2 separate regions of the Rattus norvegicus genome follow, and region 2 is linked to region 1. Evidence: chromatin contacts called from public Hi-C data. All regions are on one chromosome and are shown on one strand. Each heading gives the region's core, a stretch centred on a gene start, on an enhancer-like site or on the middle of the called end of the contact. The rest is flanking DNA. Distances are from core to core; before and after follow the strand shown. Region 1 has its middle 17 kb from the start of Klf6. Region 2 has its middle 160 kb from the start of Klf6.

Region 1 (3,389 bases), core at 539-3,038:
CATCCAACAGTAACGGTCACCTTGCCAAAATAAAAAAAAATGTATATTGTATTGGGTGGAGACTTATCTGACCAAGAAAGTCAATGATTGGCAAAAGATGTCACACATTTAAGGTGAGAGACCAGAAAGTCTTTCCGTATGAGTCATCTGAGCTCTGGGTGGGTGACTTAAGTTACTATTTGCTGATTATTGAATAGAAAATATAGTTTTCTAATTAAAAATATTTCAGAGTTAAAAGTGTTACAAAACTTATCTAAGTTATTATTATTATCATATTAGAGTTAGTGGGTAAGATATTTCAGTTATTTATGTAAAAATTTATAGTGTTTAATCAACATTCAACTTTTTTGTCTGTTTGATTGAATGATTTTCGTGGCCAGTTATCACAGTTGCAAACTTTTAATAGACAAAGGTAAACTTCAGATTAGTCCTGGTCAAAAATGAAAAGTAAAAATAAAAATGTTAGTAAAACAGTAGTATTTAGTAATGTGTTAAAACTTTTATCTAAGGTTGTACTCATGTCTTTGTGCATGTGCATTTGTAACAACAACATAAAAGAGGTTATCAATTTGAGAGGAAATGGGTTAGACAAGGAGAGTTTGGGGGGAGGTAAAGAAAGGAGGGAAGTGATATATTTTAATTAAAAAATGTTTCTGAAGTTTATCTTGGGGCTGGAGAGATGGCTCGGCAGTTAAGAGTACTGACACATCTGTCTGTAACTCCAGATTCAGGACTCCTGGTGTCTTCACGTAGTGCAGTCAAAATAAACCCCAAACAAACAAACAAACAAACAAACAAACAAAGAAACCAATGAGCATAAAATAAAATTATGTTCGAAATCAGTTTATCTAAACAGAGCAGGTTCCAACTAACCATAGAAATGTTAGTATTCAGTACTGATAGTTTTCTCTCTGGTCTCTAATACCCTAACTCGTGCCTTTTAGGAATAGTAAACATATCTTCTGGAGCCTAGAACAGTCATTTGATCCTAACACTTGTGAAAAACCTGTTTTGCAACGTTTTAATAATGGCTTGTCAAGGAATTTTTTTTATTTGCTAGAATGCAGTGCATAAATTAAAATCCTGAAAACTTTAACCTCCACTTCACTTTTCTTTTCTCTCTCAACTGAGAAAAGGTATTATTTAATAAACAAACATTGTTGCTTTGTGATAGTTTGTCTTCTTTTTTTTTCAAACCAGCCAACAAAACGGAATATAATGTATGATCCTCTCTGGTCTAGCCCAGGCTGAGTCATTTCCTGTTTCAATAACAAGAATGTCATCAGCTAAACTCCAGGCAGCACAGTTTGTCACTGCGTGTGGCTTTATTTGTACATGTTGCTAGAAGGTTCTTAAGGAAAAGACACTCATCCTTTTAATACCAAAAAAAGAGACTTCCACTGAGCAACTTTGGCTCTGGTTGGTGCCTGTGAATTATTTATGCTATAACTAATCGGAGGGGGAAATGAACGCGTGCCCAGTTATATACAGTCACACTTGATGACACTGTAATTCTATCTTGGGAATTCATAATTTACTCGGGTCACCTAGGTGTTCACACCAGTGTGGAATGTTTACCTAAATGCTGAGCGCTGGGCTCCGGTGCCAGAGGATATCAGAACTGAGAATGGAAAGGCCGGGAGGTTGCCTGGCTTTGCAGGCCTCTCTGATTTCTTCCTCTAAAGGTTCCAAGATTCTTTTCCTAGAATCAGCAGAGGGAGTTTGCACTGTTTACTTGGTCAGCGCTCAGCGCACAGTGTTCTCGGGGTTGGTTTCCCTCAGACCCACCGCCATGCTGATTGTAAATGACTCATCCGCATGAGTCAGCGGCTTCAAGAGGAGATAGCTATCTTTTGCCTTTGTGCTACTATTTTGCCAAATTGGTGTTGCCCAGCTGCTGCAGATTCCAAACGGTGTGCCTGTTTCTGTAACCCAGAAAACGCGGTCCAGGGTTCAGGCGACATTCTGGAGTAGGATTTAGACTTATCAGACCCCTTTAATGTCTTAGTTGGCTTGAGTAAGTTTCTCAAATCAGGGGAAGCATATCGGGAACCTTCTAGGTCTTACCTGTGAGAAGCCATTCTGATGACTCATGGAGATGGGACATTCCCCCTCGATTAAGGATTAAGGATTAAAACAGAACAAAAAAGAATCCTATTAGAATCCTTAACCAAAAGAATTCCACTTTCGTCCTGGCTTAAAAAATCTTATTGCCTGTAATACAGAAGCATACGGATTTTAATGACCGCTCTTTCAAAACCCTCATAGAGAATTATATTATGACTCCATCTCCCCCTCCAGTGTATTTTAAAAATTCATCAGAGTCTAACGATACAGGCATCATTTGCTTGCAATAATTAACATCTTATTTGCATTCAGTCTGACTCTAAGTTCTACATAAGTGTCTAAGGCGGTGATAGGCAGGGTAGAATTGTTAAGTAAATGTTTACTGTAGGTTATAAAATATGAATAAAACGGGCATGGCTGTTTTCCTGCTACTTGCTGCCGCAGGGTTACATTCTGGGTGAGCAACATGTGACCACCTCTGAATCAGTTACAACTGTAACTGCAAGTCTCATTCAAGGAGATCCTGTGGACCTGGCTCCTTCATGAGTTGCTAGGCTTCAGTTTCATAAACACCACTGAAGAATCTGTTGCTATGTAACTTCCAACACCCTTGGATACATCCCGTCCCCCATTCTCTTAGGGGAAGATGATGTCTTTATTGGGAAAAGCCCCTTCCTTAAGAGGTGGCCCACCCTGTGTCCATGGCCATAGACACAGATTATTCCCAATCACACATTCTCTATTTGAGGATAGAGAAATAGCTTAATGGATCTCAGTCCACTTATGATGGTCCCTCATCGGCAGTCAGAAGCAGTCCCATGGAGCTTGGAAGACATACAAAGACTACCACGAATTACTTGAATTTACCAGGAGTTTACAGGCTGAGTCTTAACCAGGCTACTCACTTCCTGCTTTGCCTCCAACAGAACCGGTTCAATCCTGTAATTATCTCCACTCCGTCCTAGCCCTCCGGGCTCCCTCCTTGGTGGTCAGGGTTTTGCAGCCAGAGACTCGACCTTTACCATACATTGATTGTTCAACGTGTTTTAAGATAAGGAATTCCAAAGACTTCTTAAATCCGTGGCTTTCAGAACTGTGCTGAGACCTGGGCTAAAAAGCTCTAGGTCTGGTTATCCACAATAACCTGACATTTTAGTCAACATTTCTCCCCACCAGCCTGGACCACAGCAAAGAAACACGAGCAGCTCCTCCATTACCTCGAACTTGCTGTGGCCTTTGCTTGCCTTCCATTTGCTGCTCCAATTCCTTCCTTCGATCCCAATTAAACTCGGTCTCCCTGAACTACTTCGCAGACTCAGTGG
Region 2 (3,638 bases), core at 755-3,254, 140 kb after region 1:
TTGCTTCGCTTTTGCTCAACTTTACATTCTTAGAGTTCAGCTTCAAATGGACACCCTCACCATATCAGCACTGAAGCAGGCAGAATTATTTGTGGTTTTAAAATGTTTAGTTGGGAAGCACACTGCCTTAGAAGTAGTCAAATTACTAGTGTTGTCTAATAATGATTTCCAAAAATTTCTTCATTAAGCAAATTGAGGACTATTTATGCATTTGTCTGTCTTTCAGTTTGTCTGCCTATTATCTATCATCTACTTGCCTATCAAACATCTATTATCTACCCTCTCTTTACTCTCTACCAGTCACCTATCTACCAAGCATTTATTCTCTATCTTTTATTATATATCTATTTATCATCATTGTTTCTCATCTATTTACCAATCATTTTATTATGTACCAATCATCTGTCAACTATTATCTACTGATTAATCAATAGATCTATCCTCACATCTATCAACATATATTGATAAATTGATCTATCATTTATCAGTTTTTACTCATCATCAATCAGTGCATTCATATTTATATGTTCATATTGATTTGTATGAAAATGATATAACAAAAGAGCATTTTAAAACAACGTATTTATTTATGATTGGTGTAAGTTTCCTTTTAGTCTCTAACCACTTCTCCAAAGTCTGCCAAAATTAAAAGCCAAGAGGCAAAGAACATAGCTTGGTTGGTAGAGTACTTGCCTAGCATGCATACAGTCCTGAGTTCAAACCCTAGGACTCTAGAAAGCCAAGCATTGTGGCACAGACCTGATTCTAGTAGTTGGAAGAATCAGACATTCAAGGTGATCCTAGACTATCAAGTTCAAAGGGCCATGTAAGACCCCTTTAAAATAATAAAAACAAATCACACAAAACCAACAAAAACCTTAAACAAAGCCAAATCAAGGACCCCTCTCTTAGTGTGCAGACACTTGCAATTTCATAGCATCAGTGTGTGACTAAGGATGTTATATCCTAGCTTCTCATGTTGACTATTCCTTTGACAGATGCCTGCTGAAGCTCTGGAAAATATCAGGCAGAGTGCTAGGAATTGAGAATCAAAAAAAAAAAAAATCTATTCAGGTTCTTGAAGAAGCCACATGATTAGTCAGTTGAGGTAAAATATATGTCTTTCAAATATAATAAGAACTAATTGCCAGTTCTGAGAATACTGAAGGCTGCCTAGGCCACTTTCCAAGAAGCCTGTTATCTGATGAGCATGTTTCTTCTCTGGTCTCTGGTGTCCAGACCACATTCTCTAGGGCTTTTTCTTCACAGACAGTAACAGTCTCCAAGGGATTATCCTGTGTGTATATTTGTGCTTTTCAGTGTCGGCAAAGGCACTCTGTGGCTCTGTGATGTAAACATTTATCTGCAGACCATGTGATTTGCTATCCTCAGAGCCACAACATCGTCATGGCAACAGTTTTGATAGTAGGGTAAATAGACTGATTTATAGACTCTGTCTGAAGTAGCGCACACCAGGAACATGTATCATATTCTAGACCCAGTTGTAGATGAAGTTGACCTAGGTAGTTCCAGGGAGCCAAACATTTGAAACGAGTCCCTGAAAAGCTCGAATCGGCATTGGAGTATACTGATTAGATGCCTTGGATTATGTCTACGGTCTTTCAATCAGGTTAATTTTCTCATCGACTGGCACAATTCTATTTCTCTGCCTGGTGTGGCTAAGATGTAGAAGGGAGGGTTTGGGGATTTAGCTCAGTGGTAGAGCGCTTGCCTAGCAAGCACAAGGCCCTGGGTTCGGTCCCCAGCTCTGAAAAAAAAGAAAAAAAAATGTAGAAGGTAGCATACATTTTTGGCCACCAGATGTAACTGCCCCTGACTTGAGCAGTTAACAATAGCTCAAACCTCCTTTGAAAAGAGCAAACAAAACAAGCTTAGGAAAACCCTTTCTTGCCTGAAGAGCACGTGTTCCAGAACGCGAGCTGTGGCAGACAAGCTACATTCTTCTGCAGTTGACATTCTTTCCCCACTGACTTATTTTTACTTTCTGTTTGAGTTGGCTTGCTTTTAATTTTTCCCTAAACTGGTCTCTCAGTGCTTCCTCCCTGGTAGGGTTTCCAGAGTGAAAGTCCTTTCTGCCCACTCTTCCGTAGAACTCAATGCGGACTCTTGTCCAGAGTCACTTGACGTCAAGGCTGACTTTTAAGTTTGCCAGAAAGACGTTCTTTAGGGAACAGTTGACACCATCACTTTCTCTCTTTAGAATACAGCCACAGGCTGCCGATGTTTACAGTTTACAAACTGCGTTTCTAAACAATTTAATAAGAGGGGAGACAAGGGGAGGCTTTGAACACTGACAACTATTTTAAAAGACCTATAACATCAACATGTGTTAATTCATGACTCGCTCCCCCTCCTTCTCTCCTCGAGTTTTAAAATGCTTTAAACACCATTGTTTTCAGAACACATCATTTGTTCCTATCCTCCCGAGATCATTCTATATTCTTTTCTTTGAGTGCTTGATTGAGGTGCCTTCTAGATCTTAATAAAAATCTACTGGAAAGCTTGCATTTTGCTTATTTATAATCTTGAGTCTGTAGAAATTTCTAAATGTTTGTAGTCATTTAACAATAACTTTCTTGGCTCTGCTCTCTGATATAAAAAATGATTCTTGAAACATTCTCTCTTGCCTTTCTATTTAATCCATCCCATGCCACCTTCCCCCCCCCCTTCATTTTTTTTAACAGCCTGTCACTGCGTATTTGTTTACCAAATGTTACTTTTCTTGGATCAAATCTATTTTTGAGGCATGCAAAAGCCAGCAACTGTTTGATGCTGTCAGGCCTCGGTCTTATTTATGCATGAATAACATAAATAGCTGGAAAATGACCCTAGCCTGTTTTTCTCAGATTCAGAAAGAAAAAAGTGCTTCCGGGCAATGTTTATGCCAAACTCCTCCTGCCCAACTTCCCAGGTTTGGTGCCAACTGGTGTTTGCAGCCAAGTTGTAAACCTTTGGTAAACATGACCCGTAAGGAAAAGGCCAAGACAACCTGAGCTGGGGCACCAGGGGATGGGAGTAAGTTTACTCTACGAACAAAATTCTAACAGGAACAGAAGGGGAAAATCAGCCAACTATGAAGTGCTCTCTCCACCCTCTGTAACATGGAGGAAACACAAATGATGGGTTTGACTGCTAACATCCCATTAACCCCACTTAGGCATCTTATTGGTTTCCTTTGCACTGCTTCAGAGAAGCCCAGTGCTAAATTTAAAGGACCAGCTTTTGTGTGGCCCAGTGGTTTGTTGTTTGTTTGTTTGTTTTTGTTTCTGAATGGAAACTCTAAGGAGGAGAGGAGAGAAGAGCCTTCACATTTCAGATCCCATGGTCTGGGTATAAGTACTGGCCAGAGAGCTTATGAAAGAATCAATAGGCTCTCTTAAAATAAATTCAAAGATACCCATCCATGCCTACATTTTCTTTGAGTATGCTGTGCTCTGCTGCATGTTGTTTATAAATCCCAAAGGAGAATATTTCTTTATTATTATTATTATTAGCTATTATCATTACTATTCTCTCATATATTTCATCCTGATTCAAGTTTCCCCTCCCTCCTCTCCTTCCAATCTTCCTTTCCTTCCCCTCTTTCAGATCTACTTCTCCATTTCCCTTTAGAAGAG

Evidence for each region. Hi-C and Micro-C count contacts between places; a contact is called where the count stands out from the background.
Region 2: a Hi-C map of Schwann cells shows a contact between it and region 1, with 4 times the contacts expected there. The contact joins two enhancer-like sites. A contact is called at or near these places in 5 of 12 Hi-C or Micro-C datasets (the Rat2 cell line, Schwann cells, frontal cortex and 2 more).

The regions. Positions count from the first base shown.
Region 1 is chr17:69,473,368-69,476,756 of GRCr8, forward strand. No RefSeq gene overlaps it. Among named protein-coding and RNA genes, the nearest start is that of Klf6, 17 kb to the left of the region's middle. Within about 2 kb of position 1,789, at least 34 of the 93 cell types and tissues checked have an H3K27ac peak or open chromatin away from gene starts, as enhancers often do. A contact at or near this core is called in Schwann cells, where this site is marked.
Region 2 is chr17:69,612,182-69,615,819 of GRCr8, forward strand. No RefSeq gene overlaps it. Among named protein-coding and RNA genes, the nearest start is that of Klf6, 160 kb to the left of the region's middle. Within about 2 kb of position 2,005, at least 29 of the 93 cell types and tissues checked have an H3K27ac peak or open chromatin away from gene starts, as enhancers often do. A contact at or near this core is called in Schwann cells, where this site is marked.